4 separate regions of the Mus musculus genome follow, and regions 2, 3 and 4 are each linked to region 1. The links are chromatin contacts, called in public promoter capture Hi-C maps. All regions are on one chromosome and are shown on one strand. The core of a region is the stretch at or near the end of the contact, and the rest is flanking DNA. Distances in the headings are between cores, read along the strand shown. Region 1 holds the start of Riok2 (RIO kinase 2). Region 2 holds the start of Zfp54 (zinc finger protein 54). Region 3 holds the start of Ppp2r1a (protein phosphatase 2, regulatory subunit A, alpha). Region 4 holds the start of Zfp160 (zinc finger protein 160).

Region 1 (3,409 bases), core at 316-2,815:
GTTACCTACTTAACTTGGCTACAAAGGCTTAAAATAATACATGAACCAGGCAACTCACATTTCATATCCTATTATGCAACACAGCCCTTACCAAAAGTCAGCAACTCCTAAACAAAGCCTGACTCATTCTAACCTTACATAACTGTCCTGATTTCTGTGCCACAACACTAAAACTACAGAATCAGATTTTGTCATCTTCCTAATTAAAACATTCACAGGTCAGGCAGTGGTGTCGCACGCCTTTAATCCCAGCACTTGGGAGGCAGAGGCAGGCAGATTTCTGAGTTTGAGGCCAGTCTGTCTACAGAGTGAGTTTCAGGATAGCCAGGGACACCCAGAGAAACCCTGTCTTGAAAAACCAAAATAAATAAATAAATAAATGAATTAAAAAATAAATAAAAATAAATCACGGGCTTACACACACATCGTTTACTAGGCCTGCAAGGGCTTATATGGTTTGGTTCTCATTTTCCATGTATGTCCCCAACCATTATATCGAACCTTTCTCTTCTATGAAGACTCTCCCTCCCATCTCTGAGTTTTTGCTCTAATTTGCCTCTAACTCTCTCCAAGGACACCTCTTCTACAACTCTCTCCAAGGACACTTTTTTCTCCGGCAGTTAAGATTCATTGGTTCGGGGGGTGGGGACAAACTTTGTAGTTCGATTAACAGTAAAGACAAGATTCTTGGATTCTGTCTCCATCACTGTAAAACTCAAAGACAGTATCCTTCCAACACGTGGCTACTTTCTATTTCTTTATCCTTTGTTACCTTCACGGTACTTACTATCTGACTACATTGTTAACATATTGATTTGCTGGTCGACTAAGAGGCATCTCCTTTCCTCCTTTGTTTTGCACTCTGCTGTTATATTTGATAGAGAAAGCTGACTTTTTTTTTTTAACATTAAGTGTCTGAGTCTATTAGAGGACTTAACTCCCACCCTCCCCTAGTTTGGAAGCCAAAGATCAATGAAATTTCCCGGGCCACAGAGACGTAAGCACATCTGCAGCAAAAGAAGCTGAAAGGAAGAACCATGTTTAGTAAAAGATAGTTCTTTTTTTCACAAAGCTTCATGAAAATCAGACCTTGGTGCCCTTTACCCAGATCCCAGCCTCGGCAAACAATCCACAAATCAGAGAGCCCTCACTCAGCTCCCAGCGACCTTAGAATAGCAGGAGGAGGACGTCACCGAATGGATAAGCAAGAAAGGTGTACTCCTTACCGCAGTCAGAACTCTGAAGTCATCGCGGCTCATGTACCTAAGCTTGGCTACATTCACCTTCCCCATGCTTGCCCAGTTCCACCACGGACGCTCTCTGGGAAGACGCAAAGTTGCTGGGTAATCTCGCAGGCTTTCGGCGGCGACCTGCCCGCGCACGCGCCCTGTATTTAAGGTGCTTATCGCTAGGTAAGAACACGTGCTCAAGAAGCAGTAGAAAAATGCTATTTTTTTCTCGTTTTTGTAGCTAAAAATCAGGCAGAAGTGATTTTTCAGCCCCTAAATAAATAATTTACGTTTGACTGATTTGGCAAGTTGCAAATGTTTTACATAGTATGCCACGTTACTTTTCAGAGCTGCTAGGACCTGATTGGAATTAAGGCCGGACTTCCGCATGCAACAGTGCTTACGTCACGAGAGGGGCGTGTTTTATTCGTTCCGAGCCACGCCCACTTTTAGTGCAGCAACTGTGCACTGTAAAGTCAGGGAGGGAAATGAGTAAGCGAGACCGGAGGCCAGCAAAACCACTGAAAGGGTGGCCACAGAGCCGCACGCGCTGTCTCTCGGCAGCCCCACCCCTGTCCGGCGGAGGAGGGCCGGGTTAGGAGCTGCCCCGCTGGCCTGGGACGCTGATCCCAGGACGGGTTAGGAGGAGCTTCTGTACGTACTATCCAGTGCTCGCTTCCAAAGAAAGCGCGCACCTCAATGTTTCTTGGGTCCAGGAGCATTTGGGAGGCTTAACAAGACAATGTACCCAAGACAAAGACTTTTATTACCGTACCTTCATCCCGACAGCAGCAGCATAGTAACAAGTGTGACTCATGTGATATTCAGTACCTGTGTTTCTCATTTCACGAATTATCTATATTTCAGTCCTTTAAGCTGCAGATCTTCTCTGGTCAGCTCTTAGGTTAAGCTTGGGCGCTATAAGTGTCCAGTGTTATGATCTGCTTTATACTTGAGAGATTGCCAACGACTGGTGTGTAACTTTTTTTTTTTTTTTTTTGAGGTATGTGCAAACTTTAAGGACTCAGATTAAGATACCTTCGTGTTCCTTCCATACTCCACTCCTTCCAGTTTCCAAGAAACAATGTATTCATTTCCTCCTTTTGGAGAGTGGTGCTGAGTATCTTCCTGGAGTAAGCTCTTTCATAAAGCATAGGGGCAGACAGCAGGCTGTAGTGTCCGTATCGGTCCAGCTAAAGTAGTTGGTAATCTAAAATCATCAAATCGAAACAAAAGATCAATCCTTTTTCATCTCTATGTTCCTGTCTTTGGGGTCTTGTATGCTTGAATACAGGATTCTAGGCATATCTAATTAGGACTTAACTAATTAAGACCGTTGTACACAATGGAATTTTTCTTTCTACATTAACATTAGAACATGTGAAAACAAAAAGTTTGAAGCTTTGATTATCTGTCTTTCTGTCTCCTTTCAGCATTGCTCCACAGAGCCACCACTAATTGAGTGGGTTTGGATCCAAGTTCTGGAATATTGGGGTAATCACAGTCCAGATTTCTCATCTTTTCAATATTGTGGGTTTTTTGTTTGTTTGTTTGTTTTTTTAGTAATCAAGTCATTTATGAGTAAAGGATTTAAATTCAATCTTCCTTTCTCACCATACTTAGTGTGACTTAAGCCAGTGGTTCCCAACCATCCTAGTACAGCGGTCCTTTAATACAGTTTATTTTGTGGTGATTGCCAACAATAGAATTGTTTTTTATTGCTACTTCATAACTGTAATTTGCTACTGTTACAATTCTTAATGTAATGCAAATACTTTTTTGGAGACGGGGTTCCCAAAGGGGTCTGGACCCACAGCTGACTTAGCCTATTCTTCATCCATTCACCATTTATCAAATATAGATACCACTTTTTTTTTTCTAGGCTCTGGGGAAACTTAATCCCAAGTCCTAAAACTTGAACTTATGGGAAGGAGATGTGTAAAAAACCACTGGATGTAACAGAAAAGCCAAGGACTAAGAATGTTGAATTTCCCTTTCCCAGACTTCTCCACTGTAGTCAAACTCATACAGACACATGTTGCTTCTCATAAAGGACCCTGAGTGCCTAAAGTTCTCATTTTTTTTTTAAAGTCTGGAATTCAATGTATTTAACAATCTATGTCATCTCTTTGAGTCAGTTTGTAGTCATGTCTGTTTGTTCTTATTGCAACTCCCTTAGA
Region 2 (3,220 bases), core at 518-3,017, 4.0 Mb before region 1:
ACTCACATGTACAATCAAGTAAAAGTTTATTGCCTCCTAGTATCAATTCTTCTGTAGAAAGTCTTCTCATCTCTATATTAGGATAATCCTGAGGAGATTTTTCTCAGTGGAAGTCTCTAGAATTATTTCTAGTGAAACAGAATGTGGCAAAACTGATCTCATGGCCCACTTCCACATTTACCTGAACCCCTTGCCTTCCCTTGACCAATCCCCCAACATACCTGGATCCTTAGCTACTGTCTCCTCCCTGTCCACCTTCCAGGTCTGTGTTCTGTTCCACAGGTGAGCTGATCTGGATGATCAGTGAGCCTGTACTTGGATTCCTAGCACAGTACTGTGCTCAGTCAATAAAGAGGAACAAAACTGAAGACTGTACAATGATCCCCCAAATGCCATTCAGTGTCAGAATATTGAAAAATATTTAGAAAACATTTTCAGTTAGTCTAGCGTGAACCTCACTTCCAATCACAGCTTCTTGAAAACTTATGGGTAGAAATGAAACTGGATGATTGGAATGAGAATAATATACACTAATAAAGTTCTGAACTTATCATGAACTGAAAATGATGGAAGCCTTTGTAGCTTGATCATGGACTTTTTTTTTCTCTCTCTCTCTCTTTCTCTTTAGGACAGCAGCTTGGCCACTTTCTGACCCAAGGGGCTGGAAATGGCAGTTATGGCCCTAAGAGAAACCTGGGGATGATGCTGGGGTAGGAGGGGAGGCTAGTCATTTCAGTGCCTCCAGGGCCTTAAAACCTGGAAATCCCTTCATTACTCAGTGTTAACAGATTACATTGTTCCAGCTTTAATGACCAAGCAATACTTCAGGACCCACTGTTCTTTTCCAGTACGTCATTTCACATGCTCCAAAGACACTATAAACACCCATCCCTCTGCCTAGCCTTCCAACTCTCTTCCCTTTCAGAGTAGCTGCCATTCTGTTTATCTGCAATATATCTCTTGCACGATGTTTGTTGTGTGGTGTGACTTTGTTGTATTGCTTTTGCTCCTGACTGCAAAGATGCCCTTGCTCTTAAAAATTCCTTACATGTTCCTTTCATTACTGATAGTTAAAACCTCTCCGTAGGTGCCAAGTTCCCAGGTATACAAAGAAATTAGTGTGGACTAATGTAAATTTCAGGAGCGTTGTCCTTTCTATCATAGCAAAATAACAAGAACAAAACAAAAACAACAACCAAACCAAACACGTTTGCCAATATTAACAGATAGTTTCAAATACTCCACTAGAGTACTTCTATAAGAAAAATTTGCCAAGAGAATAAATGGAAAAAAAATCAGTATTCATCAACTTAGTATGGTCTAAAATCTATGGGCAAGGGCAAGACATGAAGAGCAGAATTTTGAGAGCTGTCATTTTTATGAGTAGCCGAGGAAATATCTCACCCCTGTCTGATTCCTTCCCTTTCCCAGCCCCTTAGCTCCTCTAACCTGGTAGGTTACAGCCCTCCCCCACTGGGCTGTGGTTCCACCGGTTGGGCTGCTGCCTGCTGACTCTCCCAGGATGCCCCGCGCGGCACCTGAGGCTCAGGGTAGTTTTTTGCGTCCCCTTGAAACCCTTCTTGTATCCTCTGACTCCAGGTCTGCATCACAAGATTCTCCACGGTGCATGCCAGCGAGTTCCTCGAGGAAGACGTCCTTGCCACTTTTGGGTTTGGCTCCTCAGTCAACTTACCTAGGTTCACTAAAGAACAGTCCCAGCTATCACGCCACTCCTCTAATCCCAGCTCCATTCAACACACTTCCTCCACACAACACACTTCCTCCACACCCATATACTGTCCCCAACGGCTGTTTCCGGTGAGTGGCCCCACCCCCCCGGAGACAGGTCCCTCCCTATCAGTCTCAGGCTGCGGTCCACACAGTTCCAGCTGTCAAGCTTCTCTGAACCCGCTCTCCACAGACTCCCCACAAGTTTGCTGTCAGCGTAGACTAGAACTGGATCTGACAGGACGCTGCACCCGGATATCTGACCACCATACTGAGTTCTGAACCCTTCAGATAAAAGATAGCCTTACACCTCGACTTGACTACCAGCCCGTGAGCGACAAACTTATCCCAAACAATCCCAACACACAAAAATGACAAGTCAAAACCAAATCCTGAAAATTTGACTTGCGGAGAGACATTTAAAGAACTTGGATTTTGAAAAGAAATAGGTGTCTCAAGAAGTCAGTGAATTTATCTTGAGCTGCATGGCTTTCACCACTAGATGGTGGTCTTGCCATTTTCCTAATTCAGAGAGGAGTTTGTCTTCTGTGACTCAAGATAAAAGTGCTTTGAGATAAAACAGACTGTACTAACCCAGCATAATCCCAAAGAATAAACTAAACATTTTCTCTCCTGCCCACGAATAAGCTTAGTCTTCACCCCTTATCAAGAAACTTTTCTCTACTACAGAGACCACTGTAAAAAACTACAGTAATCACAATGCAGAGTTGTGATCATTATGGGGTAGGTCATTATGAATGTTTTGTCTACATTGCCCACTATAATAACTATGATCACCTTGTCTCTGGTGATTCGATGCTGCCACCTGGCCTTTGTTACCTTGGGGCAAAATTAAATCCATTACATTTAATTCATTCAATTGAGTAGCAGTATCTCCAACCCTAAGGTCTGGCACAAGGAAAAGGGCAAGAACAAAACTCTTCAAATGTGCTGTTGCCCCTCTCGCCAGTTTTTGTCCAGAGATACTAAGAGCAACAAGCCAGGCAAATCAGTTTTCTTATTTCCCTCCAAATTGTAGAAAACTTCGTGTACAGGGTCACCTAATTCACACCAGTCACAGTTGATGAATCAAGATAATCAAAGGCATTTGCATATAGTTTCCACCACTGGCCTCCTATATTCTCCAAGCTCCCAGGGGAGAAAGTATCTGGAGAAATTTCAGGAGTTGAAGGTGCCTAGTGAATTAGAAGATGCTGACAAATTATTAAACGGATTCCAGATTCTTAAGACATTCATTCTTATACTTCTGCTCCTCTAGAACCAATCCTGGTACCAACTTGTGTCTTAGTTAGGATTCTCTAGAGTCACATAACTTATGGAATATCTCTATATACATTAAGGGGATTTATTGTAATGACTTACAGTCTGTAGTCCAACTAACCCAACAATGGGAAGCTGTGAATGGGAAGTCCAAGATTCTAATAGTTGCTCAGTCCCATGAAGCTAGTTGTTTAAGCTGGTCTTCTATGGA
Region 3 (3,407 bases), core at 290-2,789, 3.6 Mb before region 1:
CATGTGGTAATATGCAGATTTAGTTCTGTTTACCTGTTTCACATCTAGCCTTTGTACAGCAACCAGACTGCTTCTTTCTTGATACAGTGTCACCAGGCTAGCCTTGACACTGCCTTTGCCTCCTGAGTGCTGGGATTGCTAGCATGCATGCACCACTATACCAAGCTCTGGTCTCCTTTATGACCCAATAACATTCCTCATGCTTTGCATGTGTTTACAGAACATATGCAAATAAATTCATTCAGTATACCCAAAACCAGATTATTATTCCCATTTAACAGAAGAGAAACACAGACTGCCTGAGTCAATTTGCAAAAATTGCAAGATCCAGGAGTACAAATCCAGTCTTGCCAACAATGGAACCAGAGTCACACATAAATACGTAAGACTTAGAGGATAGGCCCAGGTTCAGGAAGGTGACTGAGTGCAGCATGAACAATTCTATATAAAAGGAAAAGCAGAGGGCTGTAGCACAGTGCCACAATAGCCACACCCCCAAAATAATTGCTAACATTTATAGAGCCTTTACATACAGCCAGTTTCATTTTACTACTTTTCCTCGGCCACCGAGGGAAACCAGGACTATTATTAGCCGCTATTTGTAGAAAACAGAAGCCAGGGGCGATGAAATAATGTGCACACAAGGTCATCCTCAGGTGAGAGGATGCGGCCTTGAGGTCTGACCTCTTTTTCAAATCCAAAGCAGTCCGACAACTCTGGGGTCCTGGCTCATTCTTCTCCCATGAACCAGAACTATCAACTCTCTTGGCAGGCCGGCTTGGGACCAGGTCGGAGAACAGGTGGGTCTGTGCACGTTACCCACCCCAGCTACGGCTAGTTAAATCTCAGGAGAGGATACTTTCACCGCCTCCTTCCTCCTCCTTCAGGAGAGCTAACCCAAAATACAAGGTGGAGGTCGGTGAAGAATGGACAGAAATCTCGGTATCAGTCCCCAATCCCAATATCAGTCCCCACTCCTTCCAGTTAAAACGAAAACATTAAAAGCAATGGGAACTCTACCCGGGTCGCCAGGACCCCTGAGGGTTTCTACTCAGCAGGTCACGCGCCCCCGCCGATTCTCTACAAAGAGCCATTCTGAGTCCGCCGCCAATCACCGACTGGCAGGCGGCAACAAGACCGCCACCCTATCTCGGGCCGCCCAGGCCCAGATCTGGGGCGGCCGCGCGCACTCAGGTAGGACCCTCGAGGCTTGCCCTCCGCTTGGCCGGGCACCCAATGAAGGCTGCCATCTCATCGAACCTTGCTATTAAGAAAGATGAGACCTGAATTCTGATTGGCTGCCGCTGCTTTCCGCCACTCCCGGAGAACCCGGAGCCATCGCTCCCACATTCCGCGAAGATCCCCGTCCCCGATCTCCCCCACACACTCTAACGGAAGGATCCCCGTACCTGAACGTCCTCATTGCGGAGTTCATCTATGAGCACCGCAATAGGATAGAGCGAATCGTCACCGTCGGCAGCTGCCATCTTGGCTCCCTGGCGTTTCTATCAGGCAGCAGCGAGCTCCAGGCGGAATCCGGGATCGGGCGGGGCGGTGCCGGGGAAAGGACGCAAAGCGGACGTGGGGGCGCCCGAGCCGCCCTACAGGGGCCGTCCCGCCGCCATTGCCGCACAAGCTCGCGTCTGTTTGGTCTGAACCAACCAAGTCCCGCCTACTTCTCATTCACCATTGGCCGGACGAATGAGATGTTTTTCCCGAAGGACGAGAGGAACCGGAAGTGAAGTATCTTAGTGACCAAGATTGTGCCCGCCTACGTCGCTGCTAGCAACCACGGGAACAAGCAGGTCTAGCTGCCAATGAGAGTCGAGGGTGGGAGGTGGCTAAGATGGCCCCTTGGGGAGAGGCGGAGAAGACTTAAGCTGGAGTCTTGGGAGCTATGCGTGACGTAATGAAGGACATGCTTGTCTGGTTCTGCTATACCGGTCTCTGTAAAGGAGGGACTCCTAAGTAGGGAGATTTGCCTTGCTTGGTTTCTAGGATGCGGTTCTGGGGCTCTTGGCGTTCAAGGCTTTATTACCCACCCCCCTTACCCGGAAGAAATAGAGCGGCCAGAGCGAGTCTTCATCCTGCCGGGGAGCTTCTAGGTAGCTAGTAAAAAATGAACAAGGTCGAAAGTTTTTTGAGGATGGACCTCTGCCTCATAATGAGCTTGGGCGCTGTGATTCACTTAGAAGGCGAATATAAAACTATCACAATCCTTTCTCCTTAAGGTTGAAAATATGAAAGGGAAGAAGGTGGGCATAGCGGGGTTGTTAGATGCTATCAAGGTTGTTAAAGCGTGGCTATTTCTATACTTGATTTTTGTTTTCTCCTTTCGACTCCCCTCGCCTCTCCCCTCCTCCATCATCCTCCCCCCCACACCTCCATTCCTCCCTTCCCCCTTCTTCCTCTCCAATTAGAGAGAAAATTGAGAAAGCACCCTCACAGAGAGTGGAAATAAACAAACAAACAAACAAACAACCCCCCCCCCCTCACAGAGAGTAGGCGTTCCTAAGTAATGATGCAGATCACATATCTCTGGCCCTGAATAGGAAACACTTGGTCTTGTGATAACGAACAGAAGGCATAGCCATGTGTGAAAGTGCACATGCTTTCAATCATGAAACTCAGGAAGCAAAAACTTGTCATCTTTCTGAGATTGACATCATCTTGGTCTACATAGTGACCTCCGGGCCAGTCAAAGGTCTATGGTGTAACCCTCAAAAGACAGCCATACCATTGCCTCATCCCATAAGAGTTAATCCAAATGGTCTGGCTTAGAAACTTCAGTTTATACGCTACCTCACTAAAAGAGTTTGGCACAATGGTACCATTGTCTATTCTTTGTGAGTGTATTTTCTTTTATGATCTCTCTGGCCATTCTTCAGTTTCTTTCCTTTATATGAACTCTTCTATACTGTACTTTATGTGTTTCTGAAACCAATCAACAGAAAACTGGGGAACTCAGGAGAGGCTATGGAGAGGAATTCCAAACAGTGCCTTCTTGGACCATTTTTGATTTAACAGATCTTTTGGAAAAAACATCCTCTTGCCTGTCTCCTCTCCTTTCAGATATAGTAAAGTTTTCTAGTCTTACTTTGAACTGCCCTAGGTTAAACATTGTAGGAAGCACTGGATTTCTTAACAAGTACAAGAAGAGGGTAAGTTTAATTAATTAGTACTAGGTTGTGATTGGTAATGGGCTTACTGGCATTTCTAATCAATTTATGTGAATTATGAAAACTAAAAAATAAGGTTTTATTTACTTTTTTGATTTTAAATTTGTATCCTTTATCTCTTATGCTGAAAAACACTAAATTTTTAGTGACATTGACATAGTCATATTTATGATTAATGATTACATTTTAGGATATTATGAAATAGTAAATGTTATTCAGTTATGCCGT
Region 4 (3,343 bases), core at 158-2,657, 3.6 Mb before region 1:
ACTGTCTAAAAAATCTCACATTAGTTCTGGCTGTATAAGGACTATAAAGGATCAGTAAACACCAACAGTATTTATTCATTGAGAAAGTGTCTTAGTTATTTGTCTTAGTATTCCACGCCACCTTTAAAGTCTCCATTTTCCTACCCCAGCTTTCTTCCCACATGCTGGCATTACTGATCTGTGCCACCATGCCTAACACAATACCAGTTAATGCCCATCAGATCAAGTTTTGCAACTCTCTTCCATACCACTAAAATTCAAACAAAAATTAAGGGTTTTTTTATTTCAACAACAAAGACAAGCTCAGTAATAATAACCTTACTATTCCATCAACTTCTGCTTTATCCAGCCTGCCCCTCCCTCATTCTGCACTATCTTATTCACACTTTCTGAAGGGACTTTGCCAGCTCCAGCATGGTGACCATGACTCTGGTAGGCCTTGCCCCTTTCCTCTCTCTGCCTTGCTAAAAACTCTCAGATTACATTCCTAAAGCTACACCCAAAGTCTATTCCTTTATTTGGCCAATTCCTCCTCCTGACACTTACTATGAAGGCCCAGCTATCAAAGCATTGAAGTCTGGCAACCGAAAGGCACCTCTGGCTCACCTAATTAATGTGCCAGCTAAACACCTCGTCCTAATAAGGGGATTCTCATTTTACCTCTATAAGCCGCCATTTGCCTATGGGTCACATCTGTCTCCTCTCTATCTAGAAACAGTCATTTGTCCCACTTCTGGACAAATACTCCTAACCCCTCTCTCTTGCCCCTTTCTGCCCTCTTCTTTGTTCCCTTCCCCTTCTTCCTCTATCTCCTGTCTCTGACCTTTATCCGGGCCTTCTGTACCTCTAAGACAAATAAATCTTTGTGCTGAGAACTTGGTCTGAGAACTTGGTCTTGGAAGTTCTCCCCAGATACTTTCCCTTTCGCTTCCATCGCCTGCTTTTCTTTCTGTCACACATTATGGCAGTTTAGCTGTTCTCTCACCCTCCTCTCCACTCTTGCCAGCATCTCCAGACCCTGCTTTCTTTTTCCTTTCCACCAGGCGCCGCGGCAAGCTGCTCCTCTGCTATTCTGTCACCCGCGGCACTCTCTAGTACCGCATCACCTGGCACTGCCCGCACAAACGATAGTCATGTCTCCTCCCCGACCGCTGAAGCTTTTGAATCCGTGCCCCCGCTCCTTCCTGGCTCCATCCCCTCCCCTGGCTCCGCTGCCATCTCTCTCTCCCACGTTCCTACTTCCTCAGTCTCGCAGCTCTCCGCGTCACCGAGTGGAGCTTTGCACACAAGATGGGGACTCCAGGGCAGAGGTCCGGGTTCTGAGTGCCAGCAACCGGCCTAAAGAATCTGGGAAAACTCACCCAGCTACAAAATTTATGCAGAGCAAAACCGCTTCCGGGTCGCTGCGCAGGAGTGCATTCAGCATTCGCGGTCAGATCCGGGGTAAAATAAGGCGGGACCAGAGAACAAGTGATTGACGCTAACAAGGGGCGGTACCTAGAAAGGAAGCTGCTCTGAGAAGGAAATTTTAGGGCATGCTGGCCACTGCGTGCTAGTGGGACTTGGAACAGGAAACTGTTGCTTGGAGGGGACAGTATTTAAAGAAATGTTTATGGGCTAGAGAGGACCTGAATGCTGAGAATGGCGTGGTGAGGGCTTAGAACTGTTTCGGAAAACAGCGGGGTGGGGGTGGAGGGTCAAACCAAATAATGGACTAGAAGGGAGTGTGGGGATGCATTGGAGAGTAGGATAGTGCTCAAGTACAAGTGGGCATGGGTCTGGCTCTACAAGGGGATTCAGAGTAGGTTGTGTTCTTGGTGCACAGTTCTCAGTCCCTCCTTATTCTCCCACAGGTTCCTAGCTCTAAGGAGCAGGGCTCCTGAGCATTGTCAATCAGTAACCATGCATAGGTAGGAGAGTCGGGGACGATGGTGAATATAAGCAAGCATTGATTTTATTTTTAATTCGAAGAGTTTTATATATAAAAACAATTACCTATTTTAAAAGTTATATTTTCTGTTACAAAAGAGAATTGCATTCACAAAGGTCATGAACGATTGGCATTGAAGATCGATTCTTTTTTTAAGTGCCAACTTTTCTCTTTGTAATAAAAATAACAATTTAAAAATATTTTAAGTGCTTTTTGGCTTGAAAGTTTGAAACAGCATATAAGCTATTTTGGCATTCTCATTGAAAGTTCTTACTGTATCTACTTTAAATAGAAACAAACTCTTGCATACAAGTACATGTGTTCTAAAGGATGTTTGTGACAGCAGTCTGCAGATGTAACTGTCAAAGGTCAGCGGGAATAATTTGAGGAATGGCTAATGAAAAATATTTCTTCTCATTTCCACCATGTAGCATATCTACAGTTCATCAAACATTTCCAAAGGAAGTACACATAGAATTCAACAAACTATCACCAGTATAGAATAATGAGATGCACTGAGTTTCCCTGGTACTTCACCATTGCAAAGTACTTTCAGATACATACTTTTAAATATATAATGAATAGTAATCATTTCACCCTACACTACTGTCTCATGATCCCTACTACTTCCTGCTGAACATTTTAATATATGCATTATGTTAGTAGAAAGTCATTTGCTATTCATCCTATTGAAAGCAGTTGCTCAGAGTCTGGACATCCTCTCTGCAAATGTCCTTCAAAATGCCATGTCCTTGGGCAGGTTGCCCCCCTAAATCTGAAGCAGAGGTAAGAAAAAGAGAAGAGGAAACAAAGATATTTAAAATATGGTATTGCTCTTGAGAACCACTAGAAGGTGAACCATTTCCATAAGGATTCTTTTATCTCATGAATATGTGCCTAGGGTCCTGTACTGGCTGGTTTTGTGTGTCAACTTGACACAAGCTGAAGGTATCACAGAGAAAGGAAACTCCCTTGAGGAAATGCCTCCATGAGATCCTGCTATAAGGCATTTTCTCAATTAGTGAACAAGGGAGGGAGGGCCTATTCTGAGTGGTGCCATCCTTGGACTGGTAGTCTTGGGTTCTATAAGAAAGCAAGCTGAACAATCCAGGAGAAGCAAGCCAATAAGTAACATTCATCCATGGCCTCTGCATTAGCTCCTGCTTCGTGACCTGCATGAGTTCCAGTCCTGACTTCCTTTGGTGATCAACAGCAATGTGGAAATGTAAGCTGAATAAACTCCTTCCTCCCCAACTTGCTTCTTGGTCATGATGTTTGTGCAGGAATAGAAGCCCTGACTAAGACAGGTGGTCAGAACCAGAAGCTGGGAGCTCATCCATGGAGCCGAGACTGTGCTCAACTTGGAACCTACTCACTTGGGAAGGGCTTTACAGTCCCTTTTGGCTACATGTT

Evidence for each region. Promoter capture Hi-C pulls out the DNA fragments that hold promoters and counts their contacts. Capture Hi-C pulls out chosen DNA fragments and counts their contacts.
Region 2: a contact with region 1 is called in a promoter capture Hi-C map of pre-B cells. The contact joins the promoter of Zfp54 here to the promoter of Riok2 in region 1. A contact is called at or near these places in 2 of 39 promoter capture datasets (cranial neural crest and pre-B cells).
Region 3: a contact with region 1 is called in a promoter capture Hi-C map of liver, with 2.1 times the contacts expected there. The contact joins the promoter of Ppp2r1a here to the promoter of Riok2 in region 1. A contact is called at or near these places in 3 of 39 promoter capture datasets (cranial neural crest, liver and pre-B cells), 2 of 484 Hi-C or Micro-C datasets (CD4 T cells and cortical neurons) and 1 of 9 other capture datasets (liver).
Region 4: a contact with region 1 is called in a promoter capture Hi-C map of pre-B cells. The contact joins the promoter of Zfp160 here to the promoter of Riok2 in region 1. A contact is called at or near these places in 3 of 39 promoter capture datasets (cranial neural crest, liver and pre-B cells).

What each region holds. Positions count from the first base shown.
Region 1 is chr17:17,372,488-17,375,896 of GRCm38.p6, reverse strand. It overlaps Riok2 (RIO kinase 2), which reads right to left and starts at 1,565. Exons shown (of 10, transcript NM_025934.2): 1 at 1,227-1,565. The coding sequence starts at 1,292. It overlaps Gm36768 (predicted gene, 36768), which reads left to right and starts at 1,681. Exons shown (of 4, transcript NR_168690.1): 1 at 1,681-1,883; 2 at 2,663-2,723.
Region 2 is chr17:21,421,791-21,425,010 of GRCm38.p6, reverse strand. It overlaps Zfp54 (zinc finger protein 54), which reads right to left and starts at 1,767. Exons shown (of 5, transcript NM_001379357.1): 1 at 1,694-1,767.
Region 3 is chr17:20,943,586-20,946,992 of GRCm38.p6, reverse strand. It overlaps Ppp2r1a (protein phosphatase 2, regulatory subunit A, alpha), which reads right to left and starts at 1,539. Exons shown (of 15, transcript NM_016891.3): 1 at 1,410-1,539. The coding sequence starts at 1,487.
Region 4 is chr17:21,007,005-21,010,347 of GRCm38.p6, reverse strand. It overlaps Zfp160 (zinc finger protein 160), which reads right to left and starts at 1,407. Exons shown (of 5, transcript NM_145483.2): 1 at 1,362-1,407.